2 separate regions of the Anas platyrhynchos genome follow, and region 2 is linked to region 1. Evidence: chromatin contacts called from public Hi-C data. All regions are on one chromosome and are shown on one strand. The core of a region is the stretch at or near the end of the contact, and the rest is flanking DNA. Distances in the headings are between cores, read along the strand shown.

Region 1 (2,559 bases), core at 21-2,520:
GGAACACAGGAAACAAAGCAAGAGGAAACGGAGGGCTGACCTGCTCCTGCTGCTCGGCATGGAGGTCAGTGTGCAGGGAGGGAGGGGAGGAAACACAGAAAGGGAAAAGATGCAATCATGGATATGGTAATCATTATCCCACTATTACAAAGTTATGTGCAGAAATAGTCCGTCAGGATTTTCCCAAAACTGAGGTAAGGGCCACCCCTTATGTAAAAAACGGCCAATAACACTGTTACAGAATAAACATCTAGCAAAAATCCAACTAAAAAAATACCAATACATATACACACACAAAGAAACTTCTATCGAAGTGTTCTGCTTGATCACATCATGGAAACCTGAGAAAATGCCGTCATTTTCCAGCACAGCACCTAGAGTCTCCCAGTGCTTACTTGGTTCTGTTTCAGAGTGGACACCAGCTTCTGCAAAGTGATATTTTCTTCTTCAAGTTCAGTGTAGTCCTGCAGGAGCCTCGCCTCTCGAAATTTGTACTCTCGAATTTCATCTTTCATTCGTATCCTCTGCAGTTCTACCATTTCATTATTCTGGTGAGAGAAAAAGCAAGCACGTTACCATTTGTGCACAGCCCCTTTAACGATACACACTGCCTTTGGAAAAGGCCACACAAAAAAATTAATCCTGAAATAGAAAGGATTTAAGAGTCCAAGTTAAAACAGCATCACCCTTTGAACTGAGGCAAAGCGATACCTTCAGGTGTGTGCCGGCAGCACAGTAATGAGAACATCTGATAAGGAAGCTTGATTAAAACAATTTCAAGATTAGATGTTTATTGAAATGGGAAGCCTAGCAGGGCTTTATCATCTCATTAGTTTTATTGCTCAGTGATACAGTTGGATCTAAATAAAATTACCACCTGTTTTCCACCAAAAGATGCTCTCTACATTCATACAGCAAAGCAGTGAATTACAGCATCTATTCTGCAGAGACATCTGTTACTCGCTCGCTCGTATCAGCAGCATGGGCAGGTGGGGGAGTTGCCATGCAGCCTGCTGAAAAGCAATTGTCCAAAACTGACAAAAGCCTTGGTGTGTAGGGCAGGACTTTACTTGCAGGGCCTGGGAACAAACAAGGTCACCACTTTCATTTTCCCATTAGCAAATGTGGTTCCTGGACAGCCTCACGAGAGGTCATGAGGGATTGGTTGCACCAAAAATCACTTCCAACAGATTCCAAGCCTGAGTGTTTTTTACATCAAGGGTCAGGATGTTCTGGAAAGCCCCCTGAATCTGCTGACACAACCCTGATAAGAAAGCACTGTGGGAAGGTGGAGTTAACACAGCTGGAGGAGAACAGTGACTGACACAGCAAGTAGGAGCAATGTGCCCCTCTGCTGTGATGAGCAGCCTGGATTTTCCTGATCAATAGAAACAGGTGTAATCGGTCACAGCTTTCTCCTGCTTCCAGCAGTAACTGAGCACCGCTGCAGGGCTCCTGGAGGGAAATACTGCTGGGTCTCTAATGATGGGGCAGGGCCTCCTCTCTGCTGGGGTGCAATAAAGAACACGTGGGGGAAGCAGTAACAGGTTTCTTTAAAAGGTTTCTGTGTGGAGGGAGGGCAATATATGCAGCCTTATATCCACCTGAAAGTGTGGAATGTTTAAAAAATCATTACAGCAGAAATTGTAGTCAGTGAGCTCTGAATATATCCATCTCTGCAGCTGACCCTCTAGTACTTAGAGATAAACCCATATGGTCTGAATTCATGATAAACAGAGTTTTGCTTAGCATCTAGCTTAAATAAATGGTAATAAAATTCTGGGAAATAACACTACAAAACATGAAACAAAAAAGAGTTATTAAGGTGACTCTTTAAAATGAAGCCTTTTTGTTAAAGAAAAATAAAAAAAAATCATCATCCCCACTCTGGCAGCTGTGTAAGAAAAAATAATCAATGTGATTTCTTAACTAGAAACATGCCTTTGGTTTAAAAGATCCCCAGTGGCAAAAGAGTGACAGAGCATGAGATAAAAGTAACTCTTTGCAAATATTCTTGCATCCCTCACTTTCTAGTAAATTCATGAATGAACTGTAGAAATGGCACCACAGCTTATTTCACAAGGTAAAGGCTTTTTATACCACAGAGCTGTTTTCATATATGTTGTTTCTGTCAGCACATCTTCAGCAGTAGTGTTTACTTATGCTTTTAGGTGTGGGGACATGGGCAGGACTGAGGCTGGTGGTGGGCAACACTGAATGCACAGCTCCGCCATGTTAGGTATAAACAAGGTATTCTGCAGTTCCCTGGTGTTTGCCATCAAATTCAGTCCTCAAAAGGAAGGCCTCTTCAAAAGGATAGAAGAGGAGAGTTGCTGGTCAGAGCATCCTTTCCTTGCCTGCCTGCCTGCCCTTAGCTCTGCCTGCAGCATTGTTCTGTCACAGGGGACAAAAACTCATCTTACTTTGAAAAGACAATGAAATATTCTCTAACGGAAAGTGCATTTTATGGTGGAAAAAGCAGACATGGATTAGTGGGTAATAACGGTGGTAGGGGATGGTTGGACCAGATGATCTTGGAGATCTTTTCCAACCTTAATG
Region 2 (2,559 bases), core at 20-2,519, 280 kb after region 1:
ACCCAACACCTGCTATTCAGCTTGCCAAACCCTGGCTTTAATCGCTGGCTGCAGGCTCAGTATTTTCATTACAAACACCTGTGACAACGCTTTGCTTCTCCACGCCTGAGAACGCCACTGGGCAGAGCCCAGGCGATTACCGCGGGTAATTAACCCACGCGACATTCCCCGGCCAGGCCGAGCCGCGTAATCCCCCGCTAATTGCTGCACGTTAATTTGATGCACAGCACGCTACCGCGCCCGACAGGCCGAGGTTCAGTCGCGACAAGGCCGCGACAGGGCCGCCCCCCCGCGGCGGGGCGAGGCGGGGCCGGGGCCTGTCGCGGGGCGCTGCCGGCCGCCACCTACCTGCTGCCGCCGCGCTGCGCCGCTCCGCCCCGCTGCGCCGCGCCGGGGCCGGGCCGGGCCGTGCTGGGCTGTGCTGTGCTGTGCCGCCCGCCCTTAAAGCGGCAGCACGGGGAGAGGGCTCGGCGCTGGGGGGCTCGGCTCCCGGCTTGCCGGTGTCCTGTGTCGCGATACGTGCCGACACGAGCAGCCGCTGTCCCTCAAGTCGGCAACATGGCTGCTGCGCTGAGGGCGCCCTCGCTTCTCTTTCACCCCAAACGTCACAGCAGGGGCATGAGGGAGGGCGGCTTAAATCGCTCCTGTCCCGGTGCCCGAGCACCCTGTGGGTGCAGAACCTTTCCCTAACCGCCAGCCTGACCCTCCCCTGTCCCAGCTCCATGCCGTCCCCTCGGGTCCTGTCGCTGTCCCCAGAGAGCAGAGCTCAGCACCTGCCCCTCCGCTTCCCTCGTGAGGGAGCTGCAGGTGCCATGAGGCCTCCCCTCAAGCTGCTCTGCTCTGGACAAGCACCCGACAACTTATGAATGGTTCTGTTTCCTTCATTCCCTTTAAATATATATATATTTAGGCAATAAAGCATGTTTTCACCAGGCAGTGACTACAGCATGCAATCAAACCCTCATACCTCATCTTGCTCCTCTTTCCCCAGCCACGATCCCACACACACCAGGAGAATTTCTGGGTTCCCCACTGGGTGGTTGGGTGCCACAACACCACAGAAGCCTTCCCACAGGGGCTGCCTTTGCTTCGTTGATGTCCTGGCTGGATCCAGCTAAGGGACACAAGAGGCCCCAGTGGGGAATAGAAGCAGCTTCTGACAAGAACAGCAAACAAGGCTTTTCTAGCTTCCCCGTGGCACAAAGTGTCCCAAATTTCACATGCTGCGTTCTGTAAATGGCTCCTGAGCCGTGCCTGAGGTGATGCTGCCAGCCCTGCAGCTCTGCAGGTGCCGGGTTAAGAGCAGATCACACAAGCGAAACCTGGATCTGCCCGATCGCCTGGGTTATGAGGCCATCTAGTGACCTGCTGGCTCCATACACATGAAATGTGCTCTCCAGGGTGCAAAGCAAGGCCTTAAAATTATTTAGTCTTCCATGAGTGCCCAAGGAAGGTGGCCCCACCGTGCTGGGCTGCCAAGAGGCCAGGATGCAGCAGGAGAAGGCCAGGGCCCATCCAGAGGCTGGTGTCTGCTCACCACATGAAGGGGGCTGAAGTCCACCAGCGTGTTGAGCTGTAGGGATGTTTGCGTGTCTTTTACTTGTCCGCATGTGGCTGTAAAGCAGGAGTCACCCCTCATCTTTTATAGGCTTTGATATCAAAGCATGGCCTAGGTGCAGGAAGGACATTATTTCTTGGAGGCCTTAGGGTGAACTGTGAGGTTTCAAAGGTCTTGAATCTTTCAGCAGTTCTTGCTGAAATAAAGAGCTCAGTACTGTAATAGAAGAGTGACTACCAACATCAGCTCAGGGTGCCTTATTAAGGTGTGATAATGACTTTATCACATAATACATCTCTGCCTTGTACATTTTATTTTATGGCTGAGAAGAGACTTGCAAAATACTGCTGATGCTCTCAGAAGGTTCTCAGAGAAACCTCACAGGAAAGCCTGTTCACTTTGATCGTCAGTCTCCAGGCATTTTAAGAAGTAACTTCTCAGGCCTAGTTCTTCTGAACTCCCAGTACATGGTATTGCTCAGTAGCTATTTGAACCTCAGTGAGGTCACTGCTCTCTAATACAGAGCAGCACCCCACTGAGGCAGTTAAAAAAAACCCTTCCAGACTCCAAGTGTGACGTTAAAAGGCTCTGATACCGATGATAGCTGCCAGCCCTCTTGCAAAAGTCTGGGTAAACCACTTAGACTTTCAGGATGTGCTCTTGTTGATTATGTCAGGAAAGGATCACCACCCATCCCTGTGAGAAAAAAAAGTGTTTCATTTCCTAAGGCTTTTTGCTTTAGTTAGATAGTAGCATCTTGAGAATTTCTGCTGATCAAACGCTTGATGCAGTTTGCAGCCAGCTAACGTAACTGTGCTGGAATTTGCTCTGAGGACAAGGACAACTTTAATCACAACAAAACATTGATCTGATAGATGGTGGAGGAGCGCAACTCGTTCAAAGAGGCAGTTGTAGCATAACACAAAAGGGAGTCCTGTGCGTCCAAGGGAATTAGTGGATTACGGGCTGATGATAAAACTGCCTAGGACCCTGGGGAAATC

What was found. Hi-C and Micro-C count contacts between places; a contact is called where the count stands out from the background.
Region 2: a contact with region 1 is called in a Hi-C map of F1 follicle, with 3 times the contacts expected there. The contact joins the promoter of ETFBKMT here to the enhancer-like site in region 1. A contact is called at or near these places in 4 of 8 Hi-C or Micro-C datasets (F1 follicle, liver, skeletal muscle and 1 more).

Annotation. Positions count from the first base shown.
Region 1 is chr1:62,598,466-62,601,024 of IASCAAS_PekinDuck_T2T, forward strand. It overlaps BICD1 (BICD cargo adaptor 1), which reads right to left. Exons shown (of 9, transcript XM_027471438.3): 3 at 396-548. Among named protein-coding and RNA genes, the nearest start is that of FGD4, 63 kb to the left of the region's middle. Within about 2 kb of position 1,271, at least 1 of the 8 cell types and tissues checked has an H3K27ac peak or open chromatin away from gene starts, as enhancers often do.
Region 2 is chr1:62,875,708-62,878,266 of IASCAAS_PekinDuck_T2T, forward strand. It overlaps ETFBKMT (electron transfer flavoprotein subunit beta lysine methyltransferase), which reads right to left and starts at 1,270. Exons shown (of 4, transcript XM_021279197.4): 1 at 968-1,270.